Linked DNA regions of Mus musculus: region 2 is linked to region 1. Evidence: chromatin contacts called from public HiChIP or PLAC-seq data. All regions are on one chromosome and are shown on one strand. Each heading gives the region's core, a stretch centred on a gene start, on an enhancer-like site or on the middle of the called end of the contact. The rest is flanking DNA. Distances are from core to core; before and after follow the strand shown.

Region 1 (7,549 bases), core at 1,575-4,074:
GGTAGCGAACAAGGTTGTTTTGGGAGGCGTGTAGCCACTGGCATCCACGAAAAATCAACACAAAGAAACTCCTAAGACTGGCAGGTGGTCAATTCGGCTGGGGCAGTCAGGAAGGAGACTGGCCAGGCTGGGACAGTCAGCAAGGAGACAGGCCAGGCACGCCTGTGAGGCTGACTAGCCAGGCATGTCTGTGAGGTGTCATGACCGTGTTAGCTGAGGTGAGAACGCCTACACATTGTTGGGTGACCACTCCCAGCTGGGAATCCGGTCTATGTAAGTGGAGAAAATGCTCTGGGTCATAGCTCTGTCTCCTGACTATGATGTGAGTTCGCTAGAAGCTTCAAGCTCCTGCCACCCTGACCCCCAACTATGGACTAGACCCTGGAGCTAGAAGCCACATCTGGCCGTTTTTCCCCTAAGTTGCTTCTTTTCAGAGTACTTTATCATAGCAACAGCAGAGGAAACCCAGCCAGTGCCCTTCTGGCATGTTCTAGGTAGCTCCAAGATTACCTACCCTCCACTGCTTGCCTTGCCTCAGATCCAGCCTATAGGAGGAATCTATTAGCTTTGCCTGAATGGACCCGTGAGAAATGCCTGAGCGGAGGGGAGAATAAACACGAGAGTCATAGTCCTTCTTGGCTGTTCCACTCCATTGTTATGAATGGTGTCTAGCCCAGAAGTCCTCCCAACCAGGCTGCCTCCACAGCCATCAGGGGCTCTGACCAGGGGCTCCATTCGCTTCAAGGCTACTCGCTCCCTGCTCTCAGAGCCTGCTCCCTCTAGCAGGTGAAGAATCTCCTTATCCGAATCTTAGCTGCTTGATGCAGCGCGTCTTTTCTGCTCCCATACCCGGCACGCACCCTCCTCTCAGTGTCCTCGATGGCTGGTCTTTCTGGCTTACCAACTGGTCCCCTCCTACCTGAAGTGACGTCGTGGTTGATGCCGGTGACGGAAATGACAGCCCCCGTGAGGTTGTTAGAGTTCTCATCCAACACCATTCCCTTGATGCCCTGGTGGACCTGCGGGAAACAGTGGCCACCGAGAGTCAGAATCACACAGTGGTTGGACAGTGGGAAAGGCTCTGGCCTTTCTCTTTTCTCATGGTTCCTCTCAGTCCATGTTCATTAACACCATGACAACACCCTGTAAACTAGCTCTTCACTGCTCCTCCAATCCCATAATCCCTCCTTAGTAGGCGGAGTGATCCTGTCACTCAGTCACAGTACACTGCCTTCTCAAAGCTCCTGTGTGGGTGGGCTTGTGAGGCCACAGTCCCCACTAGTAGCCCAGTCTCAAGTGTATGTGTGTTGAGTATTTTGCCTTCACGTGTGTCTTTGTACCCTGTGCCTACATGTTGCTGGAAGAGCCCAGCAGAGGGTCACAGAGCTCTCGGGACTAATGTCACCAATGTTTGTGAGCCACCATGAGGATGCTGGAAACAAACTTAGGTTTGCTGAGACAAGCCAGTACTCTCAATCAACCGCCAAGCCATCTCTCCAGCTCCTGCTGGTCTAACCTTGAATTTTGTTACAATTAAGGAAATTTAAGGGGGGGGGGTGCTGGTGAGATGGTTTAGTGGGTAAGAGCACTGACTGCTCTTCCAAAGATCCTGAGTTCAAATCCCAGCAACCACATGGTGGCTCACAACCATCTGTAATGAGATCTGATGCCCTCTTCTGGAATGTCTGAAGACAGCTACAGTGTACTTACATATAGTAATAAATAAAATCTTAAAAAGAAAAGAAAAGAAAGGAAAGGAAAGGAAAGGAAACGAAACGAAACGAAACGAAACGAAATGAAACGAAAAGAAACTTAGAAACTTTAGCGGTTAAGAGCACTGACTGCTCTGCCAGAGGTCCTGAATTCAATTCCCAGCAACAACATGGTGGCTCACAACCATCTGTAAGGGATCCGATGCCCTCTTCTGGTGTGTCTGAAGACAGAGACAGTATATTCACATTAAATAAATAAATAAATAAGTAAATAAATAAAATCTTTAAAGAAAGAGAGAGAGAGAGAGAGAAACCTTAGATTGTGATCTACTGAGATGGCTCAGTGGTTAAAGGCATTTGCTGCTAAGCCTGACTGAGTTTGAACTTGGTACCCAAAATGCTGGAAGAAGAGAACAGACTACCTTCCACAACTTGCTTTCTGATTTCCACACAAACATCATGGCATGAATACACAAGAGAGAGAGAGAGAGAGAGAGAGAGAGAGAGAAAATTTGAAGTAAATTGTGGTAAAATGTTCACTCTGTGAATTGTACAGCCCAGTTTATCACGCACATTTGTAATATGTGCCTAGCACAACAACTCACTTTTAGAACTCTCTTCATCTGACACTGAAACTGCTCTCCTTAAGATGAAAGTCTCCATCCCTCTCATTCTCTACCCCACCTCCTGCTCTTCCAGCCCCAGACACCATTCTGCATTCTGTCTGTGCGACTGTATAAACTCTATCTAAACAGAGGCACGGCTTACTGCCATACGACTGGCTTATTGCTTATTGCATAATCCAGATCCAGTCGTGCTAAGGTGTGTGTCAGCGCTTACCTGGTTTTGAAGGCCCTTTCTCTCTCTCTCTCTCTGCCTGTCTTCACTTCTTTGAGATTTAACCATGCTGAATAATATAACAATTTTATTCTAATTGTGGTTGCTTTTGTGGGTCTGGAAACACAATTTTGGGTCCCTCGTGTGCTAAGCAAGAGCTTTACCACTGAGCTAAACTTCAGCCCCATTTTTAATTTTCCGGAAGCTCTGTCACACTGCTTGGCTTAGAAGCAACATCACTTTCTGCTCACAGTGCCTAAAAGAGTCCAGTTTCTCCCCCTCCTCCAAGCCTTGTCATGTGTTTCTCACAGCAGCCGTTGCGGTGCACTTGAGGCGGCAGCTGGCTGTGGTTGCTGCTGCCGGGCACCTTTCAGATGTGGACTTGGCTTGTTTTAGTTGGACCTATTCTGGAGGGCCCACCCCTGTTCTAGATAACCTGGCTTGTCTGAGCCCCTCCGATCCTCAGGCTCCTCAGACCCCATTTGAGAGTGGCTTTCTCCGGGAGACTTTCTTCACAGCACTTCTCTTTTTAATGAGGCACAGAATTTACTTCCGTATTTTGCTTACTGTCTGCCCCGGTTAGAACATCAGTTCCATAGAGACAGGGATATAGGCTTGTTTACCCAGAGTCCCCAGCTTACAGTAAAGTTTTGGACAGACAGCTATGCTCTAGGACATTGAAGGAAAACCAACCGCAGGAGTAGAGGGCTGGTTGAGTGGAGTCAGCTCTGGGGACAGCCTGAGCCTGTGGCAACCCCAGCTGCCATTGGAAGACCTCTCTTGCAACCAGAAGAGTCAAACGGAAGGATCTTACCTGTTCCAAGAACTGGATTAAGGCTTCCCGGTTACCCAGCCACTCCCTCTGCAGCTCCTCTTGCCGGGGAAACTTGTCGCAACTCAGCTCGAGCGTGATCTCAAAGCAGTTAGTGTGGAGATAATTGAAGTCTTGCATTCCTAGGGAAAGAGACAGCGGCAGATCTTTGTGTCGAGGGACCCACCATTGCCACCTTTCTCGTTAGTCACAGTTTCTCCACCACATCTTTATCAGCTTCTCTCCTACCTCTTGACATCTGCTAACTTACTCTCCACAGAGCTGTTCCTGAGTCTCAGGCTGAAGGTTAGCCTGGTCTACATAGCAAGTTCCAGGTCTGCCTAGGCTACATAGCGAGGCTCTGTCTTAAAATAAACACAGAGACCAGCAACCATAACTAAACAACTGGTTTCCTCCCAGGTACTAAAGCCCCTAGAAGGTGAGCCATGCAGCTTAACACAGATCACTGGGCCTTAACTCAGGGTTTAACTCAGGAGGCACAGGGCACAGGGCAAGGGCCCCAAGTTTCTGTGTTGGACAACTTCCCAGGTTACTGTGGTCAGAGACCTCATTGCTGAGACAACCACTAGAATTGACCTAATTAACTATTGTTAATCTTGGGATTGTGTTGATTTGGTTTAGGGTGGAGATTCTCTGAGGAGGCACGGGCCATGCTTTCTGAGAGGATAGGGAGGGTGGGGAGGGAGAGAGGGAGGGAGGGAGGGAGGGAGGGAGAGAGAGAGAGAGAGAGAGAGAGAGAGAGAGAGAGAGAGAGAGAGAGAATGATTTGAAAAAGTATAGTGGCACATGCCTTTAATCCAAGCACTCGGGAGGCAGAGGCAGGCGGATTTCTGAGTTTAAGGCCAGCCTGGTCTACAAAGTGAGTTTCAGGACAGCCAGGGCTATACAGAGAAACCCTGTCTCGGGGGAAAAAAAGAAAAAAGAAAAAAAAAGAAAAAGCAATTATCTGGGGCTGGAGAGACAGCTCAGCGGTTAAGAGCACTGACTGCTCTGCCAGAGGTCCTGAGTTCAAATCCCAGCAACCACATGGTGGCTCACAACCATCTGTAATGGGATCCCATGCCTTCTTCTAGTGTGTGTCTGAGGACAGCTGCAGTGTACTCATATAAATAAAAAATAAAGACATCTTGAAAGAAAGAAAGAAAGAAAGAAAGAAAGAAAGAAAGAAAGAAAGAAAAGAAAAGGAAAGGAAAGGAAAGGAAAGGAAAGGAAAGGAAAAGAAAAGAAAAGAAAAGAAAAGAAAAGAAAAGAAAAGAAAAGAAAAGGAAAGAAAAGAAAAGAAAAGAGAAGAGAAGAAAAGAGAAGAAAAGAAAAGAAAAGAAAAAGCGTCTCTGATGCTTCCAATCTGGGGGGTGAGGAGGTTGGCTTCCTAGCACAAAGTTAAAGAAAGAAGAATCTACCAGAATCTTCTTGTGTATTCAAGTAGGTTTGGTGCACAAGCCTAACTTCTTAGTACAAATGACTCCCCGGCTTCTCTCCTCTCCACTCTCCCCAGGACCAAACATCAACTCAGCCCTCATCAATACAGGTGGCTCAGATGGAGAGTGTGAAAAAGGACAGACAGGAACAGCTCCTGAAAGAGCCGGGTTCCCTGCTCTAGCCCCTTCCCGATGCTTACAGCAAGAGGTTCACAGCAGACGTGTGTCCTGAGCCTATCCCAGGCAAGACCCAGTGTGTGTGTGTGTGTGTGTGTGTGTGTGTGTGTGTGTGTGGTGGTGGTGGTGGTGGTGGTGGTGGTGGTGGTGTGTGTGTGGTTGGTAGTCAGGGTGCCCACCCCTCTGCTCACCTGCAGTTGCTTGAAGCCCACCTCTGTGCTGCTTTAGAAGACAGCATTTAGAAGCCAGATGTATCTAACTGCTTTACTTAAAGTATCAAAACTGAGGCCAGTGCGCTGTCAGGCTTAGTTAGAGACAGGGAAACCAGAACACAGAGAGGCCATGCAATTAGCCTGAAGCCACAAAGCTAGTACCCCAGTAAAATGAATCCCAAGCCAACTTAATCTCAGAGACCACACCCTTCACTGGGCCTCATTATTTTTCTCCTATGCTCCAGCAGATTAGGGCATAAAACGCTAGTTTTATAAAACCACATACTATGCCCTCCCTGGTCTTTCGGGATCATGAACAGGATATTAAAAAGACAGCGTGGAAGCTCTCTATTTCTCTAATCCCCACCCCAAGTGCAAAATTGTACAGTATTCCCCATCGTGCCCCTGAGAAGCAGACTCCCCCTCAGCCGGGCCATCCCCAGGACTGCTCACCCTTGCTGAGAGAATACCAGGACGCCCCGTTGGTGATGCCGTCTGGAAAGTAGTCCCCACAGTTCCAACCTTGGTGCATCCATCCATGGGCGTAGGAGTAGACCTTGGCCAGCTAGAGGAAAAGCAGAAAACGCCTGAGAGCAGTCCTGACCCCCAGCAGGGGCTCAGGGGCCCAACCAGGGGAAACATAAGAGGCTACAATGGCACACACAGCACATTCTATGCTTCAATGCAAGGGAGTGTCAGAGACGGAGGAGGAGGAGGAGGAGGGGGAGGAGGAGGAGGAGGAGGAGGAGGAGGAGGAGGAGGAGAGGTGATCTCGTCGTTGGTGGTGTAGGTGGTGGTGGTGGTAATGGGGTGTGTGTACACGAGCGCTCATCCATGTCAGTGAGCATGAGTCAGACTACACGGGGAGGTTCTGGATCATTCTTGAACTCTGCCTCCCTCCCTCCCTCCTCCCTCCCTCCCTCCCTCTCTCCCTTGGCTATTTTGAGACAGGGTCTCAGTCTGTAGTCCAGGCTAGTTTTGAACTCAATCCTCCTGCCTCAGCTTTCCAGATGCTAAAGTTGTTCCTGGGAGCCCTGTATTCTGGTGTTTCCACTTTCTCGGGATAAATCTGTCATGGAGGGATGACAGCAGACTGTCACTCTTTCAGTTGGGCCATTTCCTAGCTGAGTTTAATAAACGAAATCAAAGATTGCATAAAGTCCAAAACGTGTGTGTTCTGACAGACGGAAGGTGTTGGGAAGAGAGGCACAGGCTTAGACTCTATAACTATAACCCCTATTACTTTTTAATAATTTTTAAAGTTTTGTGTTTTTGTTTGTTTGTTTTGAGACATCTTGCCCTGGCTATCCAGAACTCACTCTGCAGACTGGGCTGGCCTTGAACTCACAGAGAACCACCTGCCTCTGCCTCCCAAGTGCTGAGATTAAAAGCGAGCATCACCACCACCTGGCTCTATATTCATCTTTTTAAATAGGATTTCTATGTGTGTTTCTGTGTGTCTGTTGTGTGGATATGTATACGTGGGTGCAGCTGTCAGATCCCCCGGAGCTGTCATTGTAGATAGTTTTGCACTGACAAACATGAGTGCTGGGGACAGAACTGGAGTCCTCAGCAAGAGCAGCAAGAACTCTTAGCTGCTGAGCCATCTCTCCAGCCCCTGCTCCACTGTTTGGTATTATTATCTAGATCTTAATTTGCCTAGTCTATTTCTCATTAAAATAGACATGCCATCATAAAACTGCAAATTAGATTCAAAATTCACATTTCCCTGCTCTGACTCACGGACAGCGTATCCTCATGTGTCACCAGCTTTAGAATTCTCGTCCTCGCAGCAATTATAATATGATTTGATGTAATCATTCCTGGCTTTATGGCTCATCACCAGAAATAAAATGTAACTTGCTAGACAGCCCCTCCCAAGCAGACCCGGCTTTCTGTAACTGTCTGCGGACTTGTTGCTATGGGGTCCTGTGTCTCTGACATGAATTTCATCTCTGAGCCATGCCCCCCACCCCCCGCTGGGGAGAGCCATTCTACCTACCGTCTGGAAGAGCTCGTCATCAGGTGTCGGGGAATTGGAGGTGCGATGGGGACCTCGAAACCTATGCTCAAGTGACTTGTCATATGGGTAATTGGCCACCACAGCCCCGCCGTGCATATTGGCTGAGAGAACGAAGTTCAAGGAGCGAATCCACTGGATCACCGCCCGGGTCTCTGGTTCCACCTGTGAAGAGACAATGAAGAGAGGGTGGCAGCCAAGGTGTGGCTGAGCAGAATCCTGTCAGGAAGGGGCCTGTGGGGCCAGGGTATGCCAATAAAACAGCCTCCCAGACATGACTCTGACTCATGACTGGACCAACTCTGACCTCTGTAATGATGATTTCAAAATTAAGTATATGG
Region 2 (7,549 bases), core at 2,488-4,987, 43 kb after region 1:
TAGGTAGCACTTAGCAAAATAGACTGTTTATAGAAAAAAAGAGAACAATTACTTTGATTTGAATGATTAAAAGGAGAAACTCCTATCTTGGAACAAGGCGCAGCTTGTAAGGCGGTGGCAAGTTGAAAAGCCCAGTAGTAACAGGCTTGATATCAAGGTCCTTTGGCTCCACCAGAGCCTTTAGGGAAAATTTTTGCAGGATAGTGGTGAAGAACAGGAAGAGCTCCATGCGGGCCAAACCCTCGCCAACACAGGATCGCTTCCCTGGAAGGAGAAAACACCCTGTTAGCTCTCTTCGTGTTCAAAGGAGACCTGAAAGCCGCTGACAATGCCCACCAGAACCCTCAGGAGGACAGTAACCGAGCACTTATCCCAGTGCTCTAGGGGCCAGAGATGGCCCAGGGGTTCCGATCCCTGGTTGCTCTTCTAGAGGACCCAGGTTCCTGGCACCAACTTGGTGGCTCACAAACAGCTCTAACTTCAGTTAGAGTGGATCTGACACTCTCTTCTGAGCCCTGAAAGCTCACGTGCACCCATATACATCAAATGAAAAAATTAAAAACTTTCAGAAACACTCAAGAAATCTTCATCGTCAGTGCTTCCAGGGGGTTATCTGAAGGCAGTAGCAAGGCTCTCAGGCCAGTACTTGCACCGTTTTCTATGACACTGTGGGACTGAATGACCTAGACCTGGCTCTATAAAGGACTGGGTAAGCAACACATTATGAGCCTATTATACAATGCGACTGCAAGATTTTCATGGAAGATGATTTAATATTCCTTATCACAGCATACTATGTAAAAGCAGATTACTACAGACTGTACAGAATAAGCCAAGCTTAATAATAATAATAACAACCCATTACATATACCATGGTACTGTTTAAAGTATCTGTGATAAGTCCGTAAGTGATTATCTCTATAATGGGAAATTGCAGGTAGTTTTATTTCCCTCTCTTCTACTAGTTTACAGAATTTCTATGTTGGATATTTGTTATCATTGTAGTTAGAAATGATGCATATTAAACTTTCTGATTTGTTATTTATTGATTTATTTTTGCAGGCCTACAGATCAAACCTGGGGCCTTACATACTATAGGCAACTGGTTTACCACAACAACTCAAGCTCCTTAAACTGCTTATTTAGAAAAAAAAAATGCTAGTCAAATAAACACACAGACTAACAGTGAGAAGGAATGCAGGCTGACAATGCCAAGTGGGTTTTATGGCCTTCCAGTAAATATGACTGGAGGCCAAATCTGGAGAAGAAAGATGATGAAGGTTCTCTGATGGACTCTGGCTCTGAGAATCAGAAAATTAATATTATTAATAATTAATAACAGTTAAATGAAGACATTTATATCTTGGAGTGTTTTGGAAAAGTTGATATTACAAAGGAAAACCAGCAGACAAAATTTGCAACAGTTTCTTCACTGCCAAGCAATAGGTGACATCTGAATTTAATGTTTGTTTTCTTTAAGAAGTTGCAATTAGCAGCCACCCAATAGTTCCTGGATGACGAAGCTGATGTGACTGGTATAGAGACTTGAATGTCTCTAGCTAGACTTGGGAAGTTAGAACAGTTCGATCAATTGACTTTACATCAGTGGGTCACGTAAGACGTAATTCAGTGACGCTAAGAGTTGCCCAAAACGTGTATATTTACCGAGGGAGAAAGGAACAAAGTAGTCTGTTTTCTTGAAGCAGCCATTTTTATCCAGAAAGTGTCCTGGATCAAACTTCTCTGGGTTGGGAAACTCCTTTTGATCCAACAAGATGGAAGACAGAAACGGGAACACAGCGGTGCCCTGGAACCAAGAGACAGACCACGGAGGTGCTTTACCACAGTTAGCCTATAGCTCCCAAGCCACTCAAATGCTCTGAGTAACAGTGGATTTAACAGGGAAATACTCACATAGTCCCTGGCTGTCTCGGGTTACTGCTGCTACACGCGCACTTACCGGCCTGGCAGTTCTTTGTGGTAAGAGTGACAGTCAGCATTCAAGAATTAGTTGCTGAAAATCTGAGGCGGCAGCTCACAGTGCCCACACACGCGCTTTTTTTGGAGCTTCAGCCTCAAGCTGAAAGACTTAACTTTGGCATGCTTACTTTTTTTGTTGTTTTTCCTCCTCTCTGGATTCTGATGTAAGTGGAAGAAAATGAGCCGCTGAGCCTCGGGTCTGTACAATGGAACCTCGTTCCCCTCACTTGTAAAATGGCGTAATAAAAAGATCCTCAACTGAGAAAATACAAGCCTGTATATAGGGCATTTTCTTGACTAAGGATTGATTGATGTGGGGGGCCCAGCCCTCTATGGAAGCTCCGCCCTCGGGCAGGTGGTCCTGGGGCGGGTAAGAAAGTCAACTGGATCAGCCAGAAGGAGCAAGCCAGTAGGCAACACTGCTTCATGGCTTCCGTTTCTGCCTTGAGTTCCTGCCTCAGCTTCCCTCAGTGGACTGTGACCTGGGATATGTAAGCTAAACTGTAAATAAACTCTTTCCTCCCAAATTGCTTTTGGTCACAGCGTTATCGAAGCAATATAAAGCAAGCTATCAGAGTGGGAACTGTATGCGAGCTAGCCACATGAACACACACAAGGACCAAAAATGTCATCCAAATTCAACATGTAAGGAATCGGGGATTTCCCACCATCCTTACAGGGGTGGCGTCCTGTGGCTTCACTGCCGTCTTATCCAGACACAGCGTGTGCCCTGCACTGAGCATGCTGTCAGACCACACAACTCCGGAGAACGTGGCCCGAAACAGCTCAGCTGAGATGCAAGACAACCGCATGCTCTGGTCTGCAATCTTCCTCCTGTACCCACAGGTTTTCTGTGCTCATAGAAACAATGGTTTAACTATAGACAGCAAAGACTTTCAGGCTTCCCCCTTCTGTCTTCCTTCAGCCTGCAAGTCTAAAGTTAATGTGTCTTTAAATTGTGTTAGAAAGGATGCTTGGGGCCTGGAGAGGTGGCTCAGCAGTTAAGAGCACTGACTGCTCTTCTGGAGGTCCTGAATTCAAATCCCAGCAACCACATGGTGGCTCACAACCATCTGTAATGGGATTGGATGCCCTCTTCTGGTGTGTCTGAAGACAGCTACGGTGTACTTACATATAATAAATAAATACATCTTTTTTAAAAAATCTAAAAAAAAAAAAGGCTGGTTTTAAAACTTGCTGTTTGAGTCACCAACTTGAGTGCCATTATGAAATTGTTTAAAGCAATTTTGGTAGGGTAGGGGTTTTTAATAACTTCTGAAATAGCAGTAAATCTCCTCCTGCTTTTTTGTGCTGAACATTTATGCAAAATGGTGCTCTCAGCATTGACAATTATAAAATCAAAATACTTAACCAGAAAATTTATCACCAGAAAATGTTTAACGTATATACCTATTTGGTAGGCCTAGATGCAAAGGTCCTGGTAGAGAAGGGCTGTGAGTGGGGAGTGATCAAGAAGCTGTAGCCCTGATGATGACATGCTAACGGCATGCTAACGGCGGCCACTGTTTATGCAGGAAGCCTCGCATCTGCCCGACCCCGTGCGGAGCTGTTTATAAACCTCGTTTAACTCTCATGCCAATGGAAGAGAGAGGATGCGTTTTTGGCTCACGTTATATAAACAGGGAGCTGAGGATCAGAAAGGAGAAACGCTTGCTTATGGCAAGCAGCACAGCTGGAACCAGGATCAAGCTCTGTCTGGTCTTGGAGCACCCAGCTTAGCCAAAAGCTTTTCTGCTTTTACTTCCGGTTTCTTTAAACGTTTGCGCAAGAATTGGAAATGACAGTGCGGTGCAAAACTGTACTGTGCAGAAGAAGGCTATAAAGCAAAAATGTTTCTCTCTTGTTCTCTTAAATTATTTTTGACATTTACTATAAAAATAACCTGTATTTGCCTGATGTAATTGTCATCTCGGAGACTTACCGCTGAATAAGCTCACCCTTTCTAGCTCTTTCTGAGCTCTGGCTGGCTGGTTCAATTCAGCTGTCCTGGCTCCAACTCCTCTCCAAACTGACTGATTCAATTAGGCTTCTCTCAGCTTCTCACTGAATTACTCCCTCTGCTGACCTGCACTGAACACAGGAACTCAAGTCCACTACATTCATTACACTGACTCTCCACAGACCCTACTCCCGCTCACTGACATTTGGACTGACCCCCCTTGATCCTCCCAGGGCTGACCTTAAATAGCCTTTCTTCTGACAGTTGGGCGTATCCTATCTCTGACCCATTCTGTCAAATCTTTCTCCGATTTGTCACTTTGTCTGCCCCTTAATTAGACTCATATTCGGGGACTGCAGGTGTGTTCTAAAGGCCTGTCTACATTCCAGCCAGATCACAGACCTAGGTCTTTGGATGCGATCAGAGCAGCCATGTTGCTGGATTAAAATACCTTTACATTTTATCTGTTTGTTTATCCTCCTGCAGCGGTGTGCACGTGGAGGTCAGAGGGCAGTTCTTTCATTCCACCACCTGGGTTCCAGGATTGAACTCAGGTCACTAATTGGCAGCAAGCACCTTTACCTACTCAGCCATCCCACTGGCTCCTCCCTCCTTCTTCACAGGCTTCTAGCTTGATATCATCACTGTTACCAGATCATAATTGTCCCCTGGAAGATACCTTATGAAATGAAAACAAGACATGCACAGCCTGGCCCACTGTTTCCACATAGAACCTGTGGTATTACGTAGCTTGCACACTAGTCTAGTTTATAGGAATAGCAGAATTTTAAATTCCCATGGTTAGTGAGCATCTTTTAAAACAGAACATTTCTAACCCTCAGATATAAACTACATTCTTTTAGTTTGTGCTTTGAGTCAGAGTCTCAAACTCATTATGTAACTGAGGCTGGCCTTCAACTCCTGATTCTCTTGTCTCCATCTGCCAAAAACTGGGGTTATAAGTGCATGCTTCAACATCTAGCTTTTAAGTATGTATATGTGTATATATATATATATATATATGCACATATGTATGTACATATATTTATCTATTATATATAATATAATTATTAATAATTAATTCCATATCAAAATTGGAATCTATTATTGGTTCCAGAAAATATATGTATTAATATAAATACATTTTATATATGTAATATAAACATGTTATTTTATTTGTAGATAAATTTTCCCAGCCTAATACAGAATAAGTCTTTTGATTTATTAAAAATTATAATATATAAGAAATTCTTATTTTGAGGAAAATCTGCACAAAATAAAACTTCTTAGCAGTGGGGATGCTCTTCTGGAGCTGTGAACGCCTGCAGCTGTGGCCACACAGCCTCCTGCAGAGGTTACCTTTGTTGCTGCTTCCAGCAAGAATGCCTGCCATCCCTCAGGCAGGACTCTGCCAGCTCCGCCACGGTCTGGACTACACAGTGAGTTCTAGGCCAGCCAAGACTACATGGTGAAACCCTGTCTTAAGAGTTCTCTTAAACATCCAGTCTATATAGTATGATAAGTTAAAACATGAATCCTTATAATTTTTATTTTCAGTCTATTCCATTCTGTGGGTTTATTTTACATATTCACTAACCATTCGTAATAACCATACATAAAAATAAATAAAATGTGTAATAAATTTTTAAAAAACCTGTGGATTTGTGTTTTACTTACTTATTATTTATTTATTGCTGAAACAGGTTTCTCTGTGTAGCCCTGGATGCCCTGGAACTCACTCTGTGGACCAGGCTGGCCTCAAACTCAGAGATCCACCTGCCTCTGCCTCCTAAGTGCTGGGACTAAAGGCGTGCACCACCACTGCCCAGCTCCTATAATTTATTTTAAATATTTTAAAAATTCCATATCAAAATTGGAATCTGTTAATTTGGTTCTAGAAAAATATGGTTATTAATATTAATTTATATATTAATATAAATACATCTTTTACCTATAATATAAACATGTAATTATATTTTCCTAGCCTAAGACAGAACGTCCTTTGATTTAAAAATTGTATAAGTTAGCGTTCTAAATTTGAAAATATCTTTAAAATCTTGCAAACTTTCTGCTTACTCCTGAGTACTTTTACCTTGTAATTTTTTTATTAATGAAAGTTTTCTTAGCTGGACTGGTGGTGAACACCTGTATTCTCAGCACACCAGGGATTAAGGTTAAAGAATTGAAAGATGGGGGTCAGTTGAGGCAGTGTAGTGAGGACTTGGTCTATTAAAAAGAAAGGAAAGGCCCAGTGACCCTCCTGCCTTTGCCCACCACAGTGCGGGGTTACCTGTGGCTTTATACTCCAGTGCTGGGATCTGAACTCAGGTCCTTGCACTTGCATACCACGTGCTCTCCCTCACCCACCGAGCCCTTGGTTTTTTTCTTATGATGTATATCCTGGTTTTAGACAACTGACTTCAAGGTCCAGTCCCATGTCAGCTGTGTAGACTCACACTTTAGCAGACTGGACAGGCAGGATGGTTTGAGTGTGGCAGTGTTTATGGCCACATTTGGAATCTTTTCTACACCTTAGGAGCAATGGAGCCCCTTAAATGTAAATGCTGAAGGCTTCCTGCAACCCTGGCATGCACAGATTGACTCTGAGGACAGCAATAGCCTAACTGAGTAACCCAACATTGGGATTAAAGGCAATATTTGGCTCAACATCAGAACCGCTGCACCTTCACAGTGAGGCCCTTTTTAAAACCCACCAAGAAAAACCAGGTGGGCTTCTTCTGGATTGAAGGCACTGCTCATTTAGTGCATGTGACATGAGGGGTCTGGGAAACTTCAGGTCAGCGTGCCATGTTCTACAAAGCCGAAGACAAGGCCCAGAGGTAACATAATGTCTGTGGCTCTGTGTTCTTTTGGTGACTCTAACCTGTTTCTCTTCCAGCCCCAGAACTGAGAGCCATTGCCTAAGCCCAGCAGGTACCATGGTAACCCCTTCCTTCCCAGTCATCTTTGCAAACACATCTAACCTTGGGGATGACATAGTGTCTGAATTTTGTGTCCTGGACCACAGCATGGGGCAGACTAGAAGGAAGGAGAGTGATGTATCTTTGAATCTCATGCAGCACGGCATCTGTATAGGGCAGCTTCATCTTGTCCTTCATGCTGGGGGGTTGGTGGCGTCCAATCACACGATCAAGTTCTTCATGAACTTTGGCTGCAGAGACACGGTGAGGGTTCCTCAGGCCTGTATTCCCAGGAGACCTGGAAATACTTGCAAAGAGTGATAGAAAGTGACCTAGAGAAGGCTTTGGTAAGGGGTGAGCGGGGTTGGGTGGGGGGTTCAAAGTCCCCTTTTGCTGCAAATCCCAAAGATGTGGCTATTGGAAACAAAGGTTGGGGCAGGAATGTGCAGGACTGCCATTGTGGTTAGGACAGGACCCAGGCAGGCCCAACTGATCATGTGATTCCCGGCAAATCAACCATAGAGGGAAAATGTTAGATCCTTATTCTGCCGGGCACACGTTTATCAGCTTCTAGCACTTTCCCACACCTCCCGTGGGAACTGCGTTTTGTGGAACAGTAAATCCTGACTTCCTACAGCTTGTGCTCTGAGAAATGGCTTGAGATTATCCTTGGAATTTCAGTTTTAAC

Evidence for each region. HiChIP or PLAC-seq counts read pairs in DNA pulled down with a chosen protein or histone mark.
Region 2: an H3K4me3 HiChIP or PLAC-seq map of bone marrow-derived macrophages shows a contact between it and region 1, with 2.3 times the contacts expected there. The contact joins two enhancer-like sites. A contact is called at or near these places in 1 of 15 datasets of contacts at CTCF or cohesin (the NIH/3T3 cell line), 6 of 484 Hi-C or Micro-C datasets (cortical neurons, extraembryonic endoderm stem cells, forebrain and 1 more), 5 of 115 datasets of contacts at active chromatin or transcription factors (bone marrow-derived macrophages, embryonic fibroblasts, embryonic stem cells and 1 more) and 3 of 9 other capture datasets (adipose tissue, embryonic stem cells and pancreatic islet).

Annotation. Positions count from the first base shown.
Region 1 is chr19:43,962,812-43,970,360 of GRCm38.p6, forward strand. Cpn1 (carboxypeptidase N, polypeptide 1) reads right to left here. Exons shown (of 9, transcript NM_030703.2): 4 at 7,191-7,373; 5 at 5,642-5,753; 6 at 3,364-3,503; 7 at 920-1,019. Among named protein-coding and RNA genes, the nearest start is that of Cpn1, 20 kb to the right of the region's middle. Within about 2 kb of position 2,825, at least 60 of the 459 cell types and tissues checked have an H3K27ac peak or open chromatin away from gene starts, as enhancers often do. A contact at or near this core is called in adipose tissue and bone marrow-derived macrophages, where this site is marked.
Region 2 is chr19:44,005,359-44,012,907 of GRCm38.p6, forward strand. Cyp2c23 (cytochrome P450, family 2, subfamily c, polypeptide 23) reads right to left here. Exons shown (of 9, transcript NM_001001446.3): 7 at 6,925-7,112; 8 at 1,666-1,807; 9 at 1-264. The coding sequence ends at 83. Among named protein-coding and RNA genes, the nearest start is that of Cyp2c23, 20 kb to the right of the region's middle. Within about 2 kb of position 3,738, at least 23 of the 459 cell types and tissues checked have an H3K27ac peak or open chromatin away from gene starts, as enhancers often do. A contact at or near this core is called in adipose tissue and bone marrow-derived macrophages, where this site is marked.